Linked DNA regions of Mus musculus: region 2 is linked to region 1. Evidence: chromatin contacts called from public Hi-C data. All regions are on one chromosome and are shown on one strand. The core of a region is the stretch at or near the end of the contact, and the rest is flanking DNA. Distances in the headings are between cores, read along the strand shown. Region 1 has its middle 4.4 kb from the start of Gm30938. Region 2 overlaps Gm46587 (a long non-coding RNA gene).

Evidence for each region. Hi-C and Micro-C count contacts between places; a contact is called where the count stands out from the background.
Region 2: a Hi-C map of liver shows a contact between it and region 1, with 2.0 times the contacts expected there. The contact joins two enhancer-like sites. A contact is called at or near these places in 3 of 15 datasets of contacts at CTCF or cohesin (CD8 T cells, the NIH/3T3 cell line and pro-B cells), 24 of 484 Hi-C or Micro-C datasets (3T3-L1-derived adipocytes, CD8 T cells, the HL-1 cell line and 18 more), 12 of 115 datasets of contacts at active chromatin or transcription factors (CD8 T cells, the SCID.adh cell line, T-cell acute lymphoblastic leukemia and 6 more) and 1 of 9 other capture datasets (embryonic stem cells).

Annotation. Positions count from the first base shown.
Region 1 is chr17:87,476,804-87,481,179 of GRCm38.p6, reverse strand. No RefSeq gene overlaps it. Among named protein-coding and RNA genes, the nearest start is that of Gm30938, 4.4 kb to the right of the region's middle. Within about 2 kb of position 2,434, at least 32 of the 459 cell types and tissues checked have an H3K27ac peak or open chromatin away from gene starts, as enhancers often do. A contact at or near this core is called in liver, where this site is marked.
Region 2 is chr17:87,565,274-87,569,649 of GRCm38.p6, reverse strand. The region is part of intron 1 of Gm46587 (a long non-coding RNA gene); the gene reads left to right. Among named protein-coding and RNA genes, the nearest start is that of Gm46587, 3.3 kb to the left of the region's middle. Within about 2 kb of position 2,554, at least 35 of the 459 cell types and tissues checked have an H3K27ac peak or open chromatin away from gene starts, as enhancers often do. A contact at or near this core is called in liver, where this site is marked.

The DNA.
Region 1 (4,376 bases), core at 1,185-3,684:
GAGACTGAATCCAAACCCAGTGGAGCCCCGAAGCCCACATTCTAGCTTGATTTCTGTTCACTCATAGCAGAGAGAAGGGTGTCCTTCCTTTTTGAAAGGCTTTATTGATTCATAACCAGCAGATAGTGAGATACACATATTTAAAGAACACAGTTTAATGGGTTCAGGCATATAAATCACCCATGAAACCATTTCTGCAATCAAGATAATGAATGTGTCCATCACCCCCGAAGCTTCCTGTGTCCTTGGTCACCCACCCTGCACTGTCCGCCTCATTCTGTTCCTAGACAAGCAATTGTCTGCTTTCTGACATTACAGGTTCATTTGCATTTTAGAGTTTTATATATGGAAGTAGACAGCATGTATTCTTTTCCTTTTTTTCTTTAAGTCAGCACAATTATTTTGAAGTTTGCCCCTGTTGCAGCGACATGTAATAATAGCTCATTCCAAATACTAAAAACGTGTCTCTCCGTTAACATTTGTATTGCTTACAATATTTGACCGTTACAAATAAGCTCACTATGAGCCTCCAAGTATGAGTCTTCCACACAGACATGTTCTCCCTTTCTTAGGAAGAGAGAAAATCTGGGTCATGTAGCTCAAATGTGTTCAACTTTATGAGAAATGGCCAGACTATTTAGCAAAGTGGTTGGACCTTTCTACGTCTCCAGCTATAGCATACAAGATGTTCAGTCACTCCCCAAATCTTTGATATAGAATTTAATTTTAGCCATTTTGGTAGGTTCACAGTAGCTTCTCATTAGCTTTTAATTTGCATTTTTTGTATCTAATGACTAGCTATGCAAAGGTCCTTTTGCGTGTCTATTTGCTGTCTTTGAACCCTACAGGAGATATTTGCCAAAAACTTTGGCTCAATTTTTAAAAACTGAGGTATTTTTCTTTTATTTTTAGTTTTGTTTATCATACTCATTCTTGTCGGGGTGTGTGCTCAGGTGTGTGTGCACATGTGTATGTCATGTGTGTGCCACCAATGCCACAGTGTGGGGGTAACGTAATGGTCAAAGGACAGCTCCTAGAGTAGTTCTCTTTTCCATGTGAGACCCCGTGGGCTCCGTGCATCCAGCTCGGATTGTAAAGCTTACATAGGAAATGCTTTACCCTCTGAGCCGTCCCACTAGATCAAAATTGGGTTACTTTTCTTATTGTTGAGTTGTAAGAACTCTTTATATATTCTAAGTTTTTTGTCAGTTTTCTAAGTTTTCTCATCTCTTTCACTTTTGAGTCTTTTGATGAACCAAGGTTTCCCTTTTTTTCTTTTCTTTTAAATTGAGGTGGGGTCTCTGCCTGTCCCTGACTGGCACAGAACTTTCTACACATACCAGACTGGCTTCAGAGTTGCAAAGAACCTTCTGCCCTTTTCTCCTGATGCTGAAATTACAAACATGAACCACTGTACCTGAAAGACTTACAGTTTGGGTGAAGTCTAATATGCTGAGGGGGTGGGGGTGTCCACAGTCATGCTTTTTTTCTTGGCAAATAACAGAACAAAAGATATTCTGGAATAGACATGTGCGTGTCTGTGTGTGTGTGTATGTAAAATATAGGTATCATAAATTCCACTATTTTAATATTTTGTTGTTGTTGTTTTGGGTTTTTGAGACAGAGTCTCTCTATGTAGACCTGGCTGTCCTGGAACTCACTCTGTAGACTAGCCTGGCCTCGAACTCAGAGATCCCCCCTGCCTCTGCCTCTGAAGTGCTACAGTTAAAGACATGCACCACCACCTCCCAGACTATTTTAAACATTTTTAAGTGTGTAGTTCAGTGGCATTAAGTATGGTATCATCATTACACTAAGAGTTTTCCCCCAAATTCAAGGAGGCTAATATTTTATCTTATGTTGTTTTCATAGTTTCAACATTTACAGATCAATTCTAATGAATCCTTCTGTTTAGGATGAGCAGTGGTTGAGGTTCATGTTGCACATAGTCAAACACTTCTTTGCCATTTGTTGACAGGATCCACCCCTTTCGACTGACCTGTCTTGATACTTTGAGCAAATATCTATTGGCTGGGATTTTTTTTTGCTTGCTTTCTGAGTTTACTTTTAGCTCCAACCTTCTGATTTCCGTATATTGTTTTCCTAGATAGATTCCCTTCCTCTCTCTCTACAGACCTAGCTTCCCCTCCCTACTGGCAGACAAAGTCCCAGAATTTGTTAGTTTGTTTTGGGCTTGAGGCCAGGGTCTCCCTCTGTAGCTCATACTGGCCTAGAAGTCTCTATGTAGTCCAGGCTGGCCTTGAACTCTCTATCCTCTTGCTCCAATGTCCTGAGGGGTGGGATAACAGAGGCGCATTAGCACGCCCGGCTTGCATTCAGATTCTACTGAAAGCCCTGTCTATCCCTTAGGCTGCATTTAGCCTTGCTCCAGCCTGGGCTCTGTGCCCAGCACCTGAGCCCATCTGCAGCTGGCAGTCTGATGCGATCAGAGGCCTGGAGGGAGAGAGCTGCATATGGTCCGCTCAACCCTTCCAGGGCAGGCTTCCCCAGCGTCTCACTCAGGAAACTCTGATCCTGGAGACCACAGAGCCAGCCCTTAACGCATTGGGAGCCCAGTTTTGAATTTCGTTAGCTCCAGGCATGAGATTCGACAGAAAAAATAATATTGGTGCATGAGAAAGCTGAACAAAACCACACCCAGCCTTGTGGACCAATATTCTTCCACATGGAGAGAAAAGCTTTTGTAGCATGGCTACTCAGGGGTAGCGCAACAAAGTCCAGGTATCCTGTGTGATTTAAGAACTGAGCAGGGCCAGCTCTATTTAATCATTGTGGATAATGGAGACAGCCTAGAAGGAGCCTCAGAGTGACTTCCTCATGCCATTTAGACTCCTCTCCTGTCTAGAAGTGGGCAAGCAGTCCCTGAGTTGTCTGGGTGTGTTGCTGTCCTTTGTACCTGTCAGAGTGGATAAAGAGACTATCACTCCTAGCTTAGGCAATAGAATCTGGGCTATTTTTCTAGCCGAGCCATCAGTCATAAGTCGGCTTTTGCCTTTGTAGGCCTACAGACTCAATCAGGAGTTAGACAGTCCCGGAGTCAGGAAGTTGTTCTGAGATTGTCTTGTCTGGCTAATTCAAGGTGACCTCGTTAACACTAACTTCTAACCAAGTTTCCTACCATTGTCAGAGGAAGCCAAACACCTTTTCCAGGAAATGCATGGGGGCTGCATCAAATGACAGAGTGCCAGGCTGGATGGGTGAGGAAGGGGTGGGTGGGGCGTGGACGAGCGCCGTCGTAACTCACCAGACACTCGGCCGTGGGTCGTGTTCTAGAAGAAAATAGACCGAGTGTCATCTCTTTCCCAGCTCCCTCTTGGGAACAGGAATAAATCAAAGAGGCTTATGCTGGAGCTTGCCTCTGACGTTCTCGGGCTCCGGGGACGTTCTTCTCTTCACAGGCTGTCACTTCCCCGACAATAAGATGCTGTAAGTAGCAGCTGGGAGAAAGCCTCCATTTCTCTGGGAGGTAATGAGGGAGAAATCTGACGGAAAGGCTGCTCGTGTTAAAGAATTGTTTTTCAAAATAAACATGGTTTTTAAAGTCTTGCTATGGAGGCCAGGATAGCCTTGGACAGGATACATCCTCAACTAATATGAATTGTAATGTAGACATCTGATATATGCAACTCCTAAAGGGGTTGCAACCCAGTTTGAGAACCACTGGGTTAGACGGTAAAGTTCCCAATTCCCATGTAAAGGTCAGGCATGGTACTGTGTACCTACAATCCCGGAGCTGGGGAGGTGAGTAGTCAGGCATGGTACTGTGCACCTACAATCCCGGAGCTGGGGAGGTGAGTAGTCAGGCATGGTACTGTGCACCTACAATCCCGGAGCTGGGGAGCTGAGTAGTCAGGCAAGGTACTGTGCACCTACAATCCCGGAGCTGGGGAGGTGAGTAGTCAGGCATGGTACTGTGCACCTACAATCCCGGAGCTGGGGAGGTGAGTAGTCAGGCATGGTACTGTGCACCTACAATCCCGGAGCTGGGGAGCTGAGTAGTCAGGCATGGTACTGTGCACCTACAATCCCGGAGCTGGGGAGCTGAGTAGTCAGGCATGGTACTGTGTACCTACAATCCCGGAGCTGGGGAGGTGGAGTAGAAGGATTCCAGGGCTTGCTGGGCAGCCGGTCTAATCAAATGGACATGATTCTCTGCTTCCATATGCATATGCATCAGTGTGTGTGTGTGTGTGTGTGTGTGTGTGTGTGTGTGTGTGTACCTGCACACAGATGTACCTGCACACACAGGCACACACACTCTAAACAAATTAGTGGTTTTGCTTGGTTGGTTTGGTTTTTGCAGGGTTTCTCTATGTAGCCCTGGCTGTCCTGGAACTCACTCTGTAGACCAGGCT
Region 2 (4,376 bases), core at 1,305-3,804, 88 kb before region 1:
CTAGAAGGTTACATGTAAATGTGTTCCTGCTGCAGCTAGCAAGGATGATGTAAATGCGCCCCCCCCCCCAGAAAGCATGTGAGCAAGTGGGTGTGGCCAGGCACCCCATGGAGAGAGCTCCTGGGTGGAAAACAGCTACCACCACATTGGGACTTTGGGGCCCTGGGAAGAGAGCTTCCTGTTCCCAAATACCCTGATCCCTGCAAGTGTCTAACCAGGGATAGTGAAGTCTGGTAGCCGGGGCTGAGAGACCTTGGAGCACTTAAGTCCTTCTGCTCCTTATTGCTGAGTGAACCTGCATCTCTGAGATTCTGTTTAATCCTGTTAGAAGAAGATTATATAGGACCTATTTTAGTTTGTTTGTTTGTTTGTTTGTTTGTTTCCAGAGGGTTTCTCTGTGTAGCCCTGGCTGTCCTGGAACTTTCTCTGTATACCAGGCTGGATTCAAACTCAGATATTCAGCTGCCTACCTCTGCCTCCTGAGTGCTGGGATTAAAGGCCATCATCACCTGGCTGCACCTATTTTTATAAAGGATTACACTGCTTAATATTTGTTTTAGGTTTATTTTATGCATGTGAGGGTTTTGTCAGTATGTATGTGACCCCATCACTCTCTCTGGGTGGGTGTTTGTGAGCTGCCATACAGGCGTTGGGAACCTAACATAGGTCCTGCTGAGCCATCTATCCCACCCGAAGGAATACACTGTTTAAAAACACATGCATGAGCAGTGGAATGTGTGTAGAGTCAGAGAAGCTTTTGAGGGCTGGTTCTCCACTGTGAGGTCTGGTATGGAGCTCAGACTCCTGTGGCAAGGACCTTTACCTACTGAGTCATCTTTCTGGCCTACCATTTTTGAGACAAGTTCTCCCACTGAACCCTGAGCTCACACTTTGATTAGGCAGGGTTACCACTGAGTCCCCAGGATCCAGCTGTCTTTACCTGTCAATGATGGGGTTATGGTATGGGCTAACACATCTGACTTTTGTTGGGGTGCTGGGGCTCCAAACTCAAATTCCCACACTTGCACAACAAGCGCTTTACCCCCCGAAGTGATCTCTCTAGTTCCCTATAAAATGTATTATTTTATGTGCACATCTGTATGCGTGCTCATGAGTACCACAGCACAGACGTGGATGTCAAAGGGTGACTTATGACTTTCAATTTCTGCCTTGTTTGTGACATAGGGTCTCTCTTATCTCAATACACTCTAGGTTAGCTGGCCCTTGAGCTGTAGGGGTGAGTCTCTTGAGCTGTAGGGGTGAGTCTCTTGAGCTACAGGGGTGAGTCTCTTGAGCTGCAGGGGTGAGTCTCTTGAGCTGCAGGGGTGAGTCTCTTGAGCTGCAGGGGTGAGTCTCTTGAGCTGCAGGGGTGAGTCTCTTGAGCTGCAGGGGTGAGTCTCTTGAGCTGTAGAGGTGAGTCTCTTGAGCTGTAAGGTTGAGTCTCTTGAGCTGTAGGGGTGAGTCTCTTGAGCTGTAGGGGTGAGTCTCTTGAGCTGCAGGGGTGAGTCTCTTGAGCTGCAGGGGTGAGTCTCTTGAGCTGCAGGGGTGAGTCTCTTGAGCTGCAGGGGCGAGTCTCTTGAGCTGCAGGGGTGAGTCTCTTGAGCTGTAGAGGTGAGTCTCTTGAGCTGTAAGGGTGAGTCTCTTGAGCTGTAGGGGTGAGTTTCCTGCCTCCCACTTTGCCAAGGACACGTTGCAAGGAAGTACAAAGTATGATACATTATACCTGGCTTGAGTCCTTTTTTTAATGACTGTTGCTTTAAGGTTTTTTTTTTTTTTTTTTGACATCAGTGTCACTTCTGCTAGTGATACCCAGGAAAGGTGGTGTTGTATTTCAGGATGTGTTGTGTTCGTTTCTCCTTTATGGTGGGAACATCTGAAGGGCAAAACTGGAATCTCAGGAAATAATAGTTTGTGTGTTATTATGTGCCACCTTGAGATCCTACCCTGTCCTCAGCACCTGTCACTGGGGCCAGGCAAAGGAGGCACACCATTGATGTCACTCTGTGATGACATGTCATCTGACCACAGACTTGGTGTACATTTTGTGAAGAGAGAACACAGCACAGGTGGTCAGAGCAGAGACTGCCCCACAGGACAACCATGAACCCCCCCCCCAACCCCTCTCTCGTTTCCTTCTACCAGCCTATTTGGCTATTTGGGGCTCTTATCTGTAAGGAGGCAATTTAATCCTCCTTCATGGAATCCAAAGTCATAAACCCATTCCCCAGGGAGCTTGGGTAATAAGAAAGAGCAAAGTTTAGTATTACGCTCAGATAAGAGGCTTGTTTGAACAAGATCACACACAAAGCCAGTCTGATCCTCGTACCCTTCACTCTTCAGTCCCCTCTCCCTCCCCCGCTTTGGCGTGTAAGATTGGAGAGTGTGCTCCATCTCCATCCCCGCCAGCACATTGCTCTCAAGGGTACGTGTGTCTGCTGCCACCCTCCCTCACCTCTATACCTGAAGTAAAACTGCACCGGCTCATTTGCATTTTGCTAGCAGAGCAAAGGTCCACCCACACGGTGGCTGGTTCCAGCGCCCTGGAGTTGCCTGACCTGAGTTAGAGAAGAAGCAACAGTAGCAACCTGGAAGTGTTCCCTCTGAGACTGTAGCCATGTAGAGTCTGGCAGGGAGCTGCCCTTTGTTCTGTTCCTGGCCCCACGCAAGGGGAGACACTCAAGGACAGAGGACAGACACGGCAGAGGAAAGGTGCATGACGATTCACAGTGGCTCCTTCCTCAGGACCACCAAAGTCGGCTTGCTTTGTTCGCACTGTGGGTGATGTGTTCAGCCCCCATGATAAAGGGCGGGGCCACGGGTCGTCATGATCTTTAAGTGACACAGAAAACTGTCCACCTAGTTCTCCTTCCCTCTGCAGATCTGTCAGGCAGAAGCAGTGTGGAAGTGATATTGCATTCACCTGGGAAAGTCAAATGAGGGTACGCCTTGCACCAGGCTGGCCTTCTCAGGCTGCAGTTTCCTGGGCTGTGGTGAGGACTGGGGTGTCATTGCCACTGAAGGTACAGGGGGCAAGGATTCCTGCCACCAGAAATCATGGCAGGACCTGGAGCTTCAAGCAGAAGGGCCAGCTCCCTGTCCTGGTTTACAGGATTCTAGGTCAGGGCCCAGCAAACCCTTCTCATGACACTTCTGGTACATTCCACAGCATCTGAAAGGGCTTTTGTCCCCACCTAGGGAGAACAAACAACAAAGGCTTGTTGTGGGGTGTAGGCTTGGAAGGGGAAACTTTTTGCCTGAGGAGTCTAGCTTTGCCCGTTGGCGGCTTTAGCACTGATGTAGTCAAACAACAGGATCAGGAGGAGGGCGGCTTCTGGGTTCCCACACATGTGGGCTGCTGTCACATGCCCAACACACACACACACACACACACACACACACACACACACACGCACGCACACACATACTTCAACCAAGTGTTCCTGCCCAGCTATTAGGACAGTCCTAGCAGCTATGGCTGGAAGGCTGTGGGAAGACAGTCAGTCAGCCCTTCAGGAGAGGGATCTTGCTTGTAACTTCATTTTCCCTGGGTGCAATATAGACCCAGAGTGAGCTACCACTTGCCATGGGTCACACCAAGCCTCACAGTACCTACCCATGAGCATGTGAGGCAGGTCTGAGGGTGTTGTTCAGGGATAGAACACTTGCTTAGCATGAAGCAAAGTCCTAAGTTTATTCCTGACACCTCAAATAAACACACACACAGCACACACACACAGAGACGTGCATCAGAGAGCTAGGAAGCACTGAAGAAAGATCTGTCTCGCAAGTCCATCCCGGGGTCCCTTCAAATTCATGCCAGTCGTGATCTCCAGGCCCCCATAGCAGCAAACTTACTGAGACATCCCTGAGGATGGGGGGAGGGAGGGTCTCCTCTGGTCCTTTGCTTCACTCTTCTCTTCCCCTTCTCTGGTAACTGCTGTGGATTTGGGTGTTGTCAGGTCTTTACACTTTGTCTGAGGCCATCTCAGTCACCAGGCCTGATGACCTATGGGACCCAAATGGTGGAAAGAGAGAACCAAATTCCCCTTATTATCCTCTGATCTCCACACACACACGGTGGGCATGCATGTACCCATCAACACTGTCTTAGTCATGGTTTCTATCGCTGTAATGAAACACCATGACCAAAAGCAACCTGAGGAGGGAAGGAGAGCTAAATGGTCTACCATCCAAGGAAGTTACAGAGAGCACTTGGGGCAGAAGCTGATGCAGAGCCCATGGAGGAGTCCTGCCTACTGGCTTGCTCTTCATGGCTTGCTCAGCCTGCTTTCTTATAGCACCTAGGACCATCAGTCCAGAGGTGACCTCACCCACAGTGGGCCCTCCCATATCAACCATCAATCAAGAAAATCACA